Regions from separate parts of the Zea mays genome. Here region 1 is linked to region 2. The links are chromatin contacts, called in public Hi-C maps. All regions are on one chromosome and are shown on one strand. The core of a region is the stretch at or near the end of the contact, and the rest is flanking DNA. Distances in the headings are between cores, read along the strand shown.

Region 1 (6,715 bases), core at 1,424-3,923, 68 kb after region 2:
ACTAGGGAGGGGAGGGGTGTGACAGCGACGACGCGAGTGAGGGGGAGGGGGCAGAGGGACGCGGGGGAGAGGGGAGGCTACGAGTGGGGGGTTGCAGGGAAGGATGAGGGATAAGAGATGATCAAAATAATATTGTTCATTGGATTTAAGGGAGAGACGGTTATCCAGCAATATCCATCTAACCAAATCACCCCACACCTATAACCTCCACTAAATTCACTAAACAACTTACACTCGGACTTAACACACCATCAAAACGAATGATTCAAATCGCTGGATAATCCTATCTCACTTAGTCAAATCCAATAGATAATATTATTTAGATCATCCTTCTCTCTCTCTTACGACCCTGCCGCCCCCAACCTCCTCCTCTCCCTCCCCTCGTATCCCCGCCACCCCTCCCCCTCCCCTCATTCGCCTCGTCGCCATCGTCGTTGACCCTCCTCTCTTCTGGATCGTAGCGTTAACACGAGCTATATATTAGTCTATTTTAGCGTTTTGGTTGTTTCTTTTTCTTTGCCCTTCCATGTCTCCATAATCATGCAACATCGTAATTCTTGCACTTCCTCCTTTCTTTAGCTATCTCCAGTAGCTCTTCTATTTCATCACATATATCAAACTCCACTCTCTGTCTATATTATAAAAATATATTTTATATGACTATATACACGATATGCTGAACACAACCTTAATATTCGTTCTTTCCATGTGTATAAACTCATCGCACCGTTTCATGTCGTTGCCTCCACCTCCGTCTCAAGGTTGCTAGATAGTAGTATACGTCCAAGTCCAAATACAATTGGATATGCTCACGCAAATGTCAAAACTTAGACCATGTTTAGATAGACTAAAAAAGATTGTAGCTGCTACAAAAATCTCAGATAGACTAAAAAAACATGGTACAGAAATCTCTTAGATAGACTAAAAAAAGATGGTAGCTGCTATAAAAATCTCTAGACGGTGCAAACAGCTTGGTTTATAGCCCGTTCGAAACTATTCAACTACCCAGATGGTCAAAAAAAGCTATTAGCCGCTCTCTTAGGCTATTGTAGCTTATGGAAAGTTTAGCTGATCTAAATGAAGTTTTACTCAAAGAACCTCTAAACGCTTATCTTTACAAGTCGTGTCTAAAGAAGTCTATTATATTAAAAAAATAGATTGATGATATTTTTTCCCGAACAGATCCCGTGGAGAAAAATCTGCATGAAAATATATATCCGAAAAGTTATGTTTAAAAACCGTACTAAAAGTTTAAAGTAAAAACATTGCTTCAAGGGATCAAGTAGTATATAATTTAAGTAGTCTCTACTCACTACCGGAATCAGCAGCTTTATCGAGTGTCTAAAACACTCGACAAAGCTTGAAAAACACTCGGCGAAGGCTTTCCTGGGTGTAACAATCAGTAAAGAAAGTTCGGTGAACTGTACATCGATAACAACTTATTTGTCGAGTACTTTTTATCGGACACTCGACAAAGACTTTGCCGAGTGTCAACCTATAATCGGTAAATAAAAGTCCCCGTCACGGCGACGGAGCCTGTGCCGAGTGCCCACAGAGTGGCACTTGGCAAAGGCTCACTCTTTGCCGAGTGTCCACTCTACTACATTAAGAATCAGTTTCCACGATTGTATGATCCTCGTGCTCCATACGTTTAAATGTAAAATTTTTAAAATTATGTACAAATGAGGATTTAAACTATAGTTGTTGGCTTTTAAATCTAGATTCACGTAGAACACATATATTTTTATATTTTATACTTCCTATTTATAAATGAAAACCGCAACAATATACTCTCACTAGCAGGCAGATAGTAAAACCCAGAGTTACGATGGGAAATAAAATTTAGGAAAATAAGTACGGAGCACGTTGGACGGTGCGCGATAGCGAGCAATGGTACGTGGGCGCCCGTGCGCCAATCCGCCAACCAGAAAGAAGGCGCTACTGTGGTTTGGATCTGGCACGCAGTTTTCCTGTGGATTTATGGCGGTAATACTAATACATACAGCGTCCGCGGCACACCTAGTCATCAAAACAGTCGGCACTCCGGCAGTGGTCCGGTGCGCGCGCTCGCCCCTGCCTGCTGCGTGCGCAAGCAAGATGGCCAATGGCAGCGGCAGCCACTGCTAGTAAGTTACAGTACGTGCAATATTTCGGTGCAAGGCGGCGGCGTTCGCGTACCATACCAGGCGCGGAAGCCAGGCCCGCTGCTGGAACACCAAACTCATCAGCAGGCAGGATCCCGGCTCACCAGCCGACCGGCACCGAGGCCGACGACTGCTCCACCACCACCAAGTCACCAACCCATTGGGCATTGGGCCTTGGTCTGCCTTCCTCGCCGCGTCGGCGGGCAGCTTCCCTTCCCCACCGGCCACCACCAGCAGGCAGCAGCAGCAGCAGCTGCAGGACACACACCACCTTTCCACAAGTTCCCTTTGGCTTTCCTCCCTCGCCGCGGCGTTTACCATCCGCTCGCGTCCCCGACCTTTCCTCGCTTCCACACGCGGCGGGCCCCAGCCGTGGCAAACCTGGGCTGGGAGGGGGAGCGACTAGGACTACTACTTTTCAGGGCCCCTGCCCCTGCCCGTGGAGACTACTCAGCGTCTGGAGCGCTATAAATCCGCGTCACCGTCCGTTGCTTCTTCTTCCACATCCGTCTTCCTCCTGTAACCAGATCTGAACCCGCGGCGACAGAAACAAACGCTCGCTCGCTCGTTCGTTGTCCGTTCATTGTCTTCGCCGGCGCCGAGGGACCCTGAGAGGGCAGGCGGGCGAGATGGCGGGCGGCGGCGTTGAGGACGTGTACGGCGAGGACCGCGCTACCGAGGAGCAGCTGATCACGCCGTGGGCCTTCTCCGTCGCAAGGTCCCATCGATTCGGATCCATTCCCATGCTCACGATCTCGTCTTCTTCCACCTCTCTCTCTCTCTCGGCTCTCGCCCTCGCGCGCCGCCTGCCTACGCTAACCAAACATTCCTCTCCACGTTATGCGAAAGCTGCCTTTTCTTTTGCCGTCTTCGTCCAAACATCTTCGATTCGTCGCCATTCGCCACAGTTTTGCACATTTTTTTTCATCAATTATTATTATTCTTATGGTATACAGTAGTATTGTACAGTAGACCGACACCAGTCAGCGATTTCTTCCAGCGTATAATATATTATGCGCGCGTAAAAGCGTATCTGACGAAGTTTGCATGTCATGATCTGACGATCGGTTTCTTTTTCCCTCCTCCTCCTCCATCCAGCGGCTACACCCTGCTGCGCGACCCGCGGCACAACAAGGGCCTGGCCTTCTCGGAGGCGGAGCGCGACGCGCACTACCTCCGGGGCCTGCTGCCGCCGGCGCTGGCGTCGCAGGAGCTGCAGGAGAAGAAGCTCATGCAGAACCTGCGCCGGTACGAGCAGCCGCTGCACCGCTACATCGCCATGATGGACCTGCAGGAGCGCAACGAGAGGCTCTTCTACAAGCTCCTCATCGACAACGTCGAGGAGCTGCTCCCCGTCGTCTACACGCCCACCGTCGGCGAGGCATGCCAGAAGTACGGCAGCATCTACCGCCGCCCGCAGGGGCTGTACATCAGCCTCAGGGACAAGTAATTCACTCTCTCTGTTCTACTCTATCTCTCCTTCTCCGTCTCTTTCTTCTGTGTTCTTCCTCCATTGCTCTGTACTTATTCATGCGCGCTGCCTTTTCAACCAGGGGCAAGATCCTCGAGGTGCTCAAGAACTGGCCCGAGAGGAGCATCCAGGTCATCGTCGTCACCGACGGCGAGCGCATCCTCGGCCTCGGTGATCTCGGTTGCCAGGGGATGGGAATTCCCGTTGGCAAGCTCTCCCTCTACACTGCCCTCGGAGGTGTTCGCCCGTCAGCTGTAAGTGCTGCTCACAATGCTCATTCTTCAGTATTACTACTCTGTCGGAATAAACTTGTAGCACTAGTCGTAGTAGGAAAGATTTGGAATCGATTTTTTTTCTTCAGTATTACTACTACTTCAGTATTATTGGTCGTAATAATGTTTACGCTGCTGCAGTGCCTGCCCATCACAATTGATGTCGGCACCAACAACGAGGCCTTGCTCAAGGACGAGTTCTACATCGGCCTCCGCCAGAGGCGTGCCACCGGCGAGGTCAGCAACTCATCTGCAATCCCCTCCATTGATTTAGTTCTACCCCTACATGGCTGTTCTGTTCACCCACTTGCAGCTGGTGATTTTGTTGAACCTGTAACCAGTCTCTTGTCTGGATTATTGAGACGTGGCTTGTGTTTTTGATGGTTCACAGGAGTACCATGAACTTCTTGAAGAGTTCATGACCGCCGTCAAGCAAAACTACGGCGAGAAGGTCCTCACCCAGGTCAGTCTCAGTGGACCAGCCACAGATACTACCAGCTGTTGGTTTTCGCCTTTTTGGCCGAACTTTCTCTCATCCTGGATCTGAAATGGATGTTCTTTTTGACCTCTGACCGTGCAGTTCGAAGACTTCGCCAACCACAACGCCTTTGACCTGCTCGAGAAGTACAGGGAGAGCCATCTCGTCTTCAACGACGATATCCAGGTAGGCTAGGCTTTCCTTGTGACAGCGCATCACAGGCAAACAGTAGCACCATGGATGCCAAGTTCAGAACAGGGGCCTGCCTGTTTTGTGCTCGTTCCGTCGTCCGTTTCTTTCCACCGTGCTGAACGAAAACGATGCGGATGTGTGTGATTGCTGCAGGGAACAGCATCCGTGGTCCTCGCTGGCCTCCTGGCGGCGCTCAAGGTGGTCGGCGGGACACTGGCGGACCACACTTACCTGTTCCTCGGCGCCGGCGAGGTCGGTCGATTTGACTTGCTAGTATACTGCATCAGTGTTACCCTATCTTTTCTTTGCCGATCAAAGCTTCGGATCACTCGCGGCCTCATTCTTTTCTCTGATTACGTTGTGTTTGTTCATCTGCAGGCCGGGACTGGCATTGCCGAGCTCATTGCTCTCGAGATGTCCAAACATGTAAGCAACTAATTTGCCACTCTGTCCAATGATCGATCTATGGTTTCTTACTCTTCTTGATGGGAAAAAAAAAGAATTACCGTTCCCGATGTGTTGATTGTTCCAAATACAAATTAACATAACAATAAATATAAGCAGACTGGGTCTCCGATCGAAGAGTGCCGCCCGAAGATCTGGCTGATGGACTCCAAGGGCCTGATCGTGGCGTCACGGAAGGACTCGCTGCAGGCGTTCAAGAAGCCATGGGCGCACGAGCACGAGCCCGTGGCGACCCTGCTGGAGGCCGTGCAGTCCCTGAAGCCGACGGTGCTGATCGGCACCTCGGGCAAGGGCGGCACCTTCACCAAGGAGGTGGTGGAGGCGATGGCGTCCCAGAACGAGAAGCCGGTCATCTTCGCGCTGTCGAACCCGACCTCGCACTCGGAGTGCACGGCGGAGCAGGCCTACACCTGGACCAAGGGCCGCGCGGTGTTCGCGAGCGGCAGCCCCTTCGACAGCGTGGAGCTGGACGGCAAGGTGCTGGTGCCGGGGCAGTCCAACAACGCCTACATCTTCCCGGGGTTCGGCCTCGGCGTCGTCATCTCCGGCGCCATCCGCGTCCGCGACGACATGCTGCTGGCCGCCTCGGAGGCGCTGGCGGAGCAGGTAACCGAGGAGCACTTCGCCAAGGGGCTCATCTTCCCGCCCTTCACCAACATCCGCGCCATCTCCGCGCGCATCGCCGCCAAGGTGGCTGCCAAGGCCTACGAGCTCGGCCTCGCCAGCCGCCTGCCACGCCCTGACGATCTCGTCAAGTACGCTGAGAGCTGCATGTACACCCCCATCTACCGCAGCTACCGGTAAGGAAAGGACCATGGCCGGGGCGGCGGCCTGAGCAAAAGGAAAGGAAACGGGTAAATTATGAGTCAGTGAGTGAATAAAGGGTCGATGCGATATTTGTTGCAGCTAGAGGAGTGAGTTTACACATACTTTCATTTCTATACACTGTATTTCTGTGTACCGTATACGGCATACCATACAACACTACTACATACTCGTCAGTCATTTCAATACAGTTAATGTACCTGGTTAGAACGCTATCACTCTATATTTACCTAGAGCCATCTCAGTGTCAAATTTGTTTTTATATAAAATAAATAAAATTGCATAATTTATAATTAAGCAAATAAAATTTCATAATTTATTAAATAATTAAAATTATGTAACTTGCATACAAATAAAAAAATAATTTATAAATAAATTTACTTAATTTAAACATAAAAATAAAAAGCATATAATTCATAAATAAAACCTAATTTATAGTTGGATTCTAGAATTATTTTGAACTTTTAAATCTTTTCAAAATTTTCAACCTTGTTCGCAATCTCTCTTGATGAGTGTATTGTTAATACCACCTCACAAACATAAAGAAGCAACAAAGAAAGGATAACTCATCTCAATGGCAGAAGGCTAAACAAAAAAGCCAAGATAAGGTCATTAGAAATGAGAAAAACTTGGTTGCCAAAGATATAAGGCAACGACTCAATAAAAATAAGAAAAAAATGGCTAGCCCTCAAGAAGGGACTAAGAAAGGCTCAATACCACTAGCCAATAATCTAAGCAAAAGATGAAGGATGTCGATAACTTTAAAAGCAAAAACAAATCCCTCTAGAAAGAGACAAAGGCTCAACAGGACTAGCAAAAACATTTCCTCTTAAACTCCCCCTATCAAAAGCACCCCCCTAAAAAATGT
Region 2 (5,992 bases), core at 2,172-4,671:
TCATAAAAGAACACGTTTTTGGCAAAGTTCTACGAGGGAATCATGGCATGGAGATGTAATTCTACATGCGGTGTCATGTCGCAACAACATTTGCCGTTTCTTCCCCGGCGTTGTAGACAGGCCACAAGCCCACAGCCACAGCAGGTTTAGCAACAAACCCAACCGAGTTAATCTTGTCCTTATGATTGGTTTAGCAATAATAAAGTATGGCAATAAATTGGATCAAACACAACATCGCCATCAAATCCATGGAGATTTTTCACAGCACGGGCACGATATCATACCGATGCGACTAGGAGACTGTAAGCTCAAGTAGAAATCCGGCAGAGTGCGAGGGTCGATGCCTCGATGGATGGCATCCCATCACGTGCTCCAGAGTAGAATGTGAAATGACCGTTGTGCATCTAAGCGTGGATTCACAACACGTGTCGATGCGTGTGCATCCAATATTTTTTTTGACTATTTTTAAATTGAAGCAATAATTAATATATATTATATATCTCTACAATTTTATTTTTACATTTGGAGATTATATTATTACTGTTACATACTTCCTTCATTCTTTTTTTATTTGTCACAGTTTAGTTCAAAAATGAGCTAGTGGGTGACAAATTTTTAAGAAAAGAGGTAGTATGTTTTTCCAGTGTCATGTTGAAAAGATTAAATATAATTATTAGTTCAAAAACAAGGATCTGTTTGATTCGCTGTCTAACTTGTTATACTCTGTCTAACTTTTCTGTCTAAGATTAGTTCTTCAATCGGAACGACTAACCTTAGGTAAAGTGTGGAGCAGTTACCCACGAACTAAATAAGCCCTATATTGTTTTTATCAAAATTCTCCAATATTTGCCAGTATATAGTGTGGATGTTCTTTCAAATTATTTTTCGCGAGATCTGATAGTTTCATTTATGACAGAGCAATAGAGATATGTTTGTACTAGGGATTTCTGGTTTATTAACATTAGCCTTTTCTGGATATGCTTATGTTAAGGCATTTATTGTGCATTACACAAAGTATTGATTCATGTGTTAGAAGAAGCTAGATACACAAAAGATTCACATTTCACACTACCAGAACTTGAACGTAGGCATGTTCCCCCTTTAATAGGTAAATTTACTTAGTCATAAACATTTTATCACCACTCATAATATACTTTAGGCATATAAATATTATTTTCTTATTATCATAAGCTGCTATACCTTTTTGACTGCTTTAAGCTTATAGGTTTATGGTAGTGACGAATCTAAATCTAGATGTGATAGTATTCCTTACACCCAGTCAAGACATTTCTGAAATAGTCCCATGATATAATGTTTAACAATTTGTACATCAATGCAGCATTTAGCAATGCTAAACCTTGATAGCGAGATATCACTCTTTGGTGTTTTTGATGGTCATGGAGGCAATTACACTCGGCGCCTTCTTATGTTCCATTGAATTAGACTGCTTAGGAGGAATGAGGCTACGCCAAATATTTTGTAGAATGTATCTTTAACATTGCATAAATCATTCAATTGCTTTACTTAGCAAGAGTGGTTGCCAATATATCATCATGATCGTCAGACGACGAATTTCCGGCTACCCGACCATCGAGGTGGCAACCGGCGACGCCTAAGTTGGGTAGCTGGAACAACGAGATCACCAGCTAGAAGTACAACCTGTCGATGAGCACAACCATAGCCGCAACAGTTAGTAGAAGCAGTAGACGGCCGCACACAAGTCGCTACTCAGTGGCCTCATGACTCCTCACCACGCAACCTGGCTAGCCATGCCCCGACAACACCTACCACCAGCCATAACATCGATCGCCCGATCAAATCCTGGGCCATGTCCACCTGTCGAGCTAGATCGACTTCATTAGACAATCAATTGAGCGAGAAATGCGATGCAACGACAAATGTCAGTGGATTATTGGGCAACTAACGCACGATTAATCAATGAATCGGAAGGCTTAGCTTGCAATAAGGCATATCTACATTGCTATCCTAGCGGCGAGCCGATGTGCTAGGTCCTTATCGCCCTTTGTTCTTGCCTATTATGCTCCACAACAACCCCTTCATCGTTTCGATGCGCCTCTGGTTTACTTCTGCATCTCCACACGCCTCTGATTGAGTGCTCCATTGATGGGATCTAATTCAGTTAGGCGGCCACTTTTCACTTCATGATACAAATGTGGTATATCCGTGCCCAAATAGTGTTTCACGTTTCACCGGTACACATGTTTCAGTGTTCTTTCCCTAAGATAATTACATATTGTTGATGCAATTTTTCGTGTTACCTTCTTTGGCATATCAATGTGTTGACCGAAAATGTAATCGCCATTGATGACAAGGTGTCGCGAAAGAGATAGGTATGTTCCTGATATCAACTTCGCTCTTTACAAACAACACTATTGTAATATATTATCTATGTTGCTCATGTTCTATATTTTTAAACTGACATGTACTACTATTGTAGTTGTTCAGCTAATGCTGCCACTTTTATATGTATATATCAACGTATATTGTCCTTACATATTAACAACAAATGTTGTGTTGAATGTATAAACACAACGGTCAAAGGCTCAAGCGAGTAAGTTACTAGTGCAACTACTGTTTATCGGAACTTGTATCAATGTTAGAAGTGGTGTGAACTTTGGTTGACTTTTGGATAGAAGTACTATCTGTCTGATTGGTTAACCGCACCAACTCATCTTGGATCACCTCATACGTTGACTTTATTTGGGATTATGTTTGGTTGCTTGCATGTGTGACTCACAGCCTGTATGGCTGGATGTAAAATAAGCCATTTTAAGGCTATTAATCTGCATCCACCTAAACGCTCAAAATTATCGTATCTGACTGGCCAGGGCGGCGCTAGCCTGCGCATGGACGTGCATCCATACAATCAGGTTGTATGTGTACCAGTTATATTCTAGGTCTTATAAAAGACTCGAAACAATACTTATTTTAAAAACTTTATTACAAATTATTTGTTATACATGTACACTTATGTGTTATTGGACATGATTGTATGCTAAGCTGGACATCGAGTGAGTCAACAATGCTGAGTGGTGCGAATGGATGAATGGTGGTCAGGATGATGCAGGAGACACTTTAGTGCTTATTCGTTTCACCGTTAATATATGTAGATATGGTGGTATTGAGTCGATTTAAATACATAGCAAGTTAAAATTCATTTCAATCTATTTCAATGCACTTCTATTCTCGTGAAATTCGAATAACCGAACATAGCCTTATATGAGCTGCTTATCGCCCAACATTAATGCAGCAATTGTGTTTGGACTTTGGATAGGCGAGGTTGGCCCGTAAAGCTATGAAAGTAAAACGCTCAACTTTTCATTCGATCTTGGTAGGTCCCGAGGTCCGTAATGCGCTGGTTGGCGTTTTTTTTTTTTTTTTTTTGCAAAGCTTGGGTGGGCTCTGGGCCTCTAAGTCAGAGCCTAGCTTCTGTATGTCAAATTGTTAGTGGGCTGATGCCTCCTGTTTCTGTATTGATGCTCCTCAAATCTGTGCATTCTAGTTATGCTGTTTAATCAAAATAGGGCTTTCCCGTGTGAAAATAATATTATTATTACGTAGGGAGAAATAATATTTCTGCTGGTTGTTATAAAGAAGCTATGCCTGGTTTTTTTTCCCACGACTGTACTATAGCATGTTTTTCATCAAGAGGAAGTAGAACGTTTAAGCAGTAGTACCAAGTAGGGATGACAATGAATCGTGTTCGGATTGGGTGGAGCAAAAACCCACTTGGACTACACCTGTGAAGTCTACCTAAACACGCTCGTGATCGCACCCACACGGGTGCATTCGGATCACTCGCGAGTTTTACTCAGTGCACACTTTTAAACAATAATTTAGCTATAAGCAATTAAATAGCAGCAATAATTGAGTTATATGTACGGACTTTAAACCTTTTTACGTTGAACACCAACAAAACATTTCATAAATCATTAGTCAATAGTCAAGTTACTTATTCAAAATAATTAATATTGTATCTTAATCATTTTTGTGCAAAAGAAAGAATGAACCAAATTTCGGGTTGGGTGCGGGTCACTCGCGGGTTGAAATAGAAACCCGTACCCACACCCGTGAAACTTCGGGTCTGGTGCAGGTACATCCGTGGGTCAAAATCTTCACTCATACTCGCACCCATCAGGTCACATACCCCGCGGTTTTCGGGTTTGCGGGTTGAAATTGTCATCCCTTGTATAAAGCACGGTAATTAACCAAGTACCCAAACTAGGGCCGACTCTAGGGCCTAGGCATAGGGCTACCAGGGCGACCGTCCTAGGCCCCCAAATTCTTGGGACCCATCTATTGCGGTTAATTGTATAGCTAACAAGATAGTAATGTTGAGTTAAATAATTTAATGTTTGAGTTGTGAGACATCCGGATTTAAGGACAAATCTAGATGCATCTTATATGTGCGTCAAATCTAATACCACACATTGAATGACTCAACATGGAATCCGGATTTGAGAAGAGAGCCTTTCCAGCATGGAATCCGTCTCTGCTCATAGCTGTGCCTTACCTTGAACGCCAACAGTGGTATGCCCAGGTACATTTTTTTACAGGGGAAGTTCTCAATTGTGCAGGCAGGCAAGGGAGCTCTGTATTTGTTGCCTCTGTTGTTCGGAGCAAATGGATTGGTGTAGGGTACACATTTCTCACGGGCCGGAAGCTGAAGCAAAAAACGGGGTGCTGTTTTGATCACCTCAAACTCAACGTCTCCAGCGTTGGGAACCAAGAAAAGCGCCAAAAGACGACACGACAACCCCGGTCATCCACCAAGGCAACATAATTTTCTGCCTATTGACCAATTAATAAAATAGTCATGGTCGAGAAAGGTACAATTCTAAACAATCTTTATGTATTGAAATCTTATTAAATGATTATCCTATTGGTCGAAGGAGCCGACAACTTGCATCAAGCTGAGTTCTTATTTTAGGAATAAAATGACTTATGAGATTTATTGTTTCTCGAAAGGTGATGACAGTACAAGTGCTTTAGTTCGTCAAGCTCCACTAAAAGGCAAGGGACATGTGTTGAGCACCAAAGGAGCAAGCCGGATCGTTCGGCCCGATCCACGTGAGAAAAGATACTGTTAGGGTTCTTTATTTCTTTCAGGATTTGTTAGCAAACTCTGCGCGATTTGTTTGGGAATCGGCTTGTAACGAGTGCAGATCTCCTCCTTATATAAATGAAGGGGTATGGTCGATTGGCACCATCACGATCGATCCAATCAAACCAATTTATTATATTTGCCTTGTTGTTTCCATTATACATGTCTGGCCCGGGCACGCATCGGCCCGACACGACTTCAATGTGTACTGGCACGTGCCCCGTGCCTAGTTGGGCTGGCACGAGGGCTGAACTGACAGTCTAGACACGGGACGCTAATAGCTTCACGGGCCGGGCTGGTTGCCCAGTTAGCCCGATAGTGACGTGCCGGGCCCGGACCATGAATAGAAATACAAAATCACATAATTATACATAAAAACACAGAATTATACACACAATGCATCATGGGTCTCATAATTTCATTGTACTACATAAGACATTCATCTCAACATTTATCACATAACATCACTGAACAAGACAATTAGGTAAATATATAATTAATTTGGAGCCTTAGTGTAATGTCGTCTCATTAAAAACCTTCCTAGGTAAAAACTCACACCTCATGAGAAAATCCTAGGAAGGAAAAGAGTACAACCAGCTCCTTCTAAAGTTCATAGTACAATTCACAGTACATGTCATAGGTATTATACAAAAAACACAAAAAACCAGAAGCATTTCAAGCTTGTTTGGCACTCCCTCTTTGTTCAGGAACAAGTGACTTGTACTTCTTCTTAATGCTACCTGCTGCAGATCCTCCCTCCTTTCTCTTGCTCCCTAGTGATACTTGTTGCTCATCATCTAGGTACATAGCTTCAAAAGTTGATTCAAGCTCCTTGGTTTCCTTCTCCACAGTGTGTTGCTTGTGTTG

What was found. Hi-C and Micro-C count contacts between places; a contact is called where the count stands out from the background.
Region 1: a Hi-C map of ear shows a contact between it and region 2, with 1.8 times the contacts expected there. The contact joins the promoter of LOC100284598 here to the enhancer-like site in region 2. A contact is called at or near these places in 5 of 25 Hi-C or Micro-C datasets (ear, endosperm, leaf and 1 more).

The regions. Positions count from the first base shown.
Region 1 is chr6:141,029,491-141,036,205 of Zm-B73-REFERENCE-NAM-5.0, forward strand. It overlaps LOC100284598 (NADP-dependent malic enzyme), which reads left to right and starts at 2,674. Exons shown (of 9, transcript NM_001157493.1): 1 at 2,674-2,862; 2 at 3,243-3,590; 3 at 3,698-3,869; 4 at 4,029-4,124; 5 at 4,279-4,350; 6 at 4,468-4,551; 7 at 4,711-4,809; 8 at 4,936-4,983; 9 at 5,122-6,012. The coding sequence starts at 2,774. The coding sequence ends at 5,826.
Region 2 is chr6:140,961,115-140,967,106 of Zm-B73-REFERENCE-NAM-5.0, forward strand. No RefSeq gene overlaps it. Among protein-coding and RNA genes, the nearest start is that of LOC100284398, 55 kb to the left of the region's middle. Within about 2 kb of position 3,422, at least 8 of the 20 cell types and tissues checked have an H3K27ac peak or open chromatin away from gene starts, as enhancers often do. A contact at or near this core is called in ear, where this site is marked.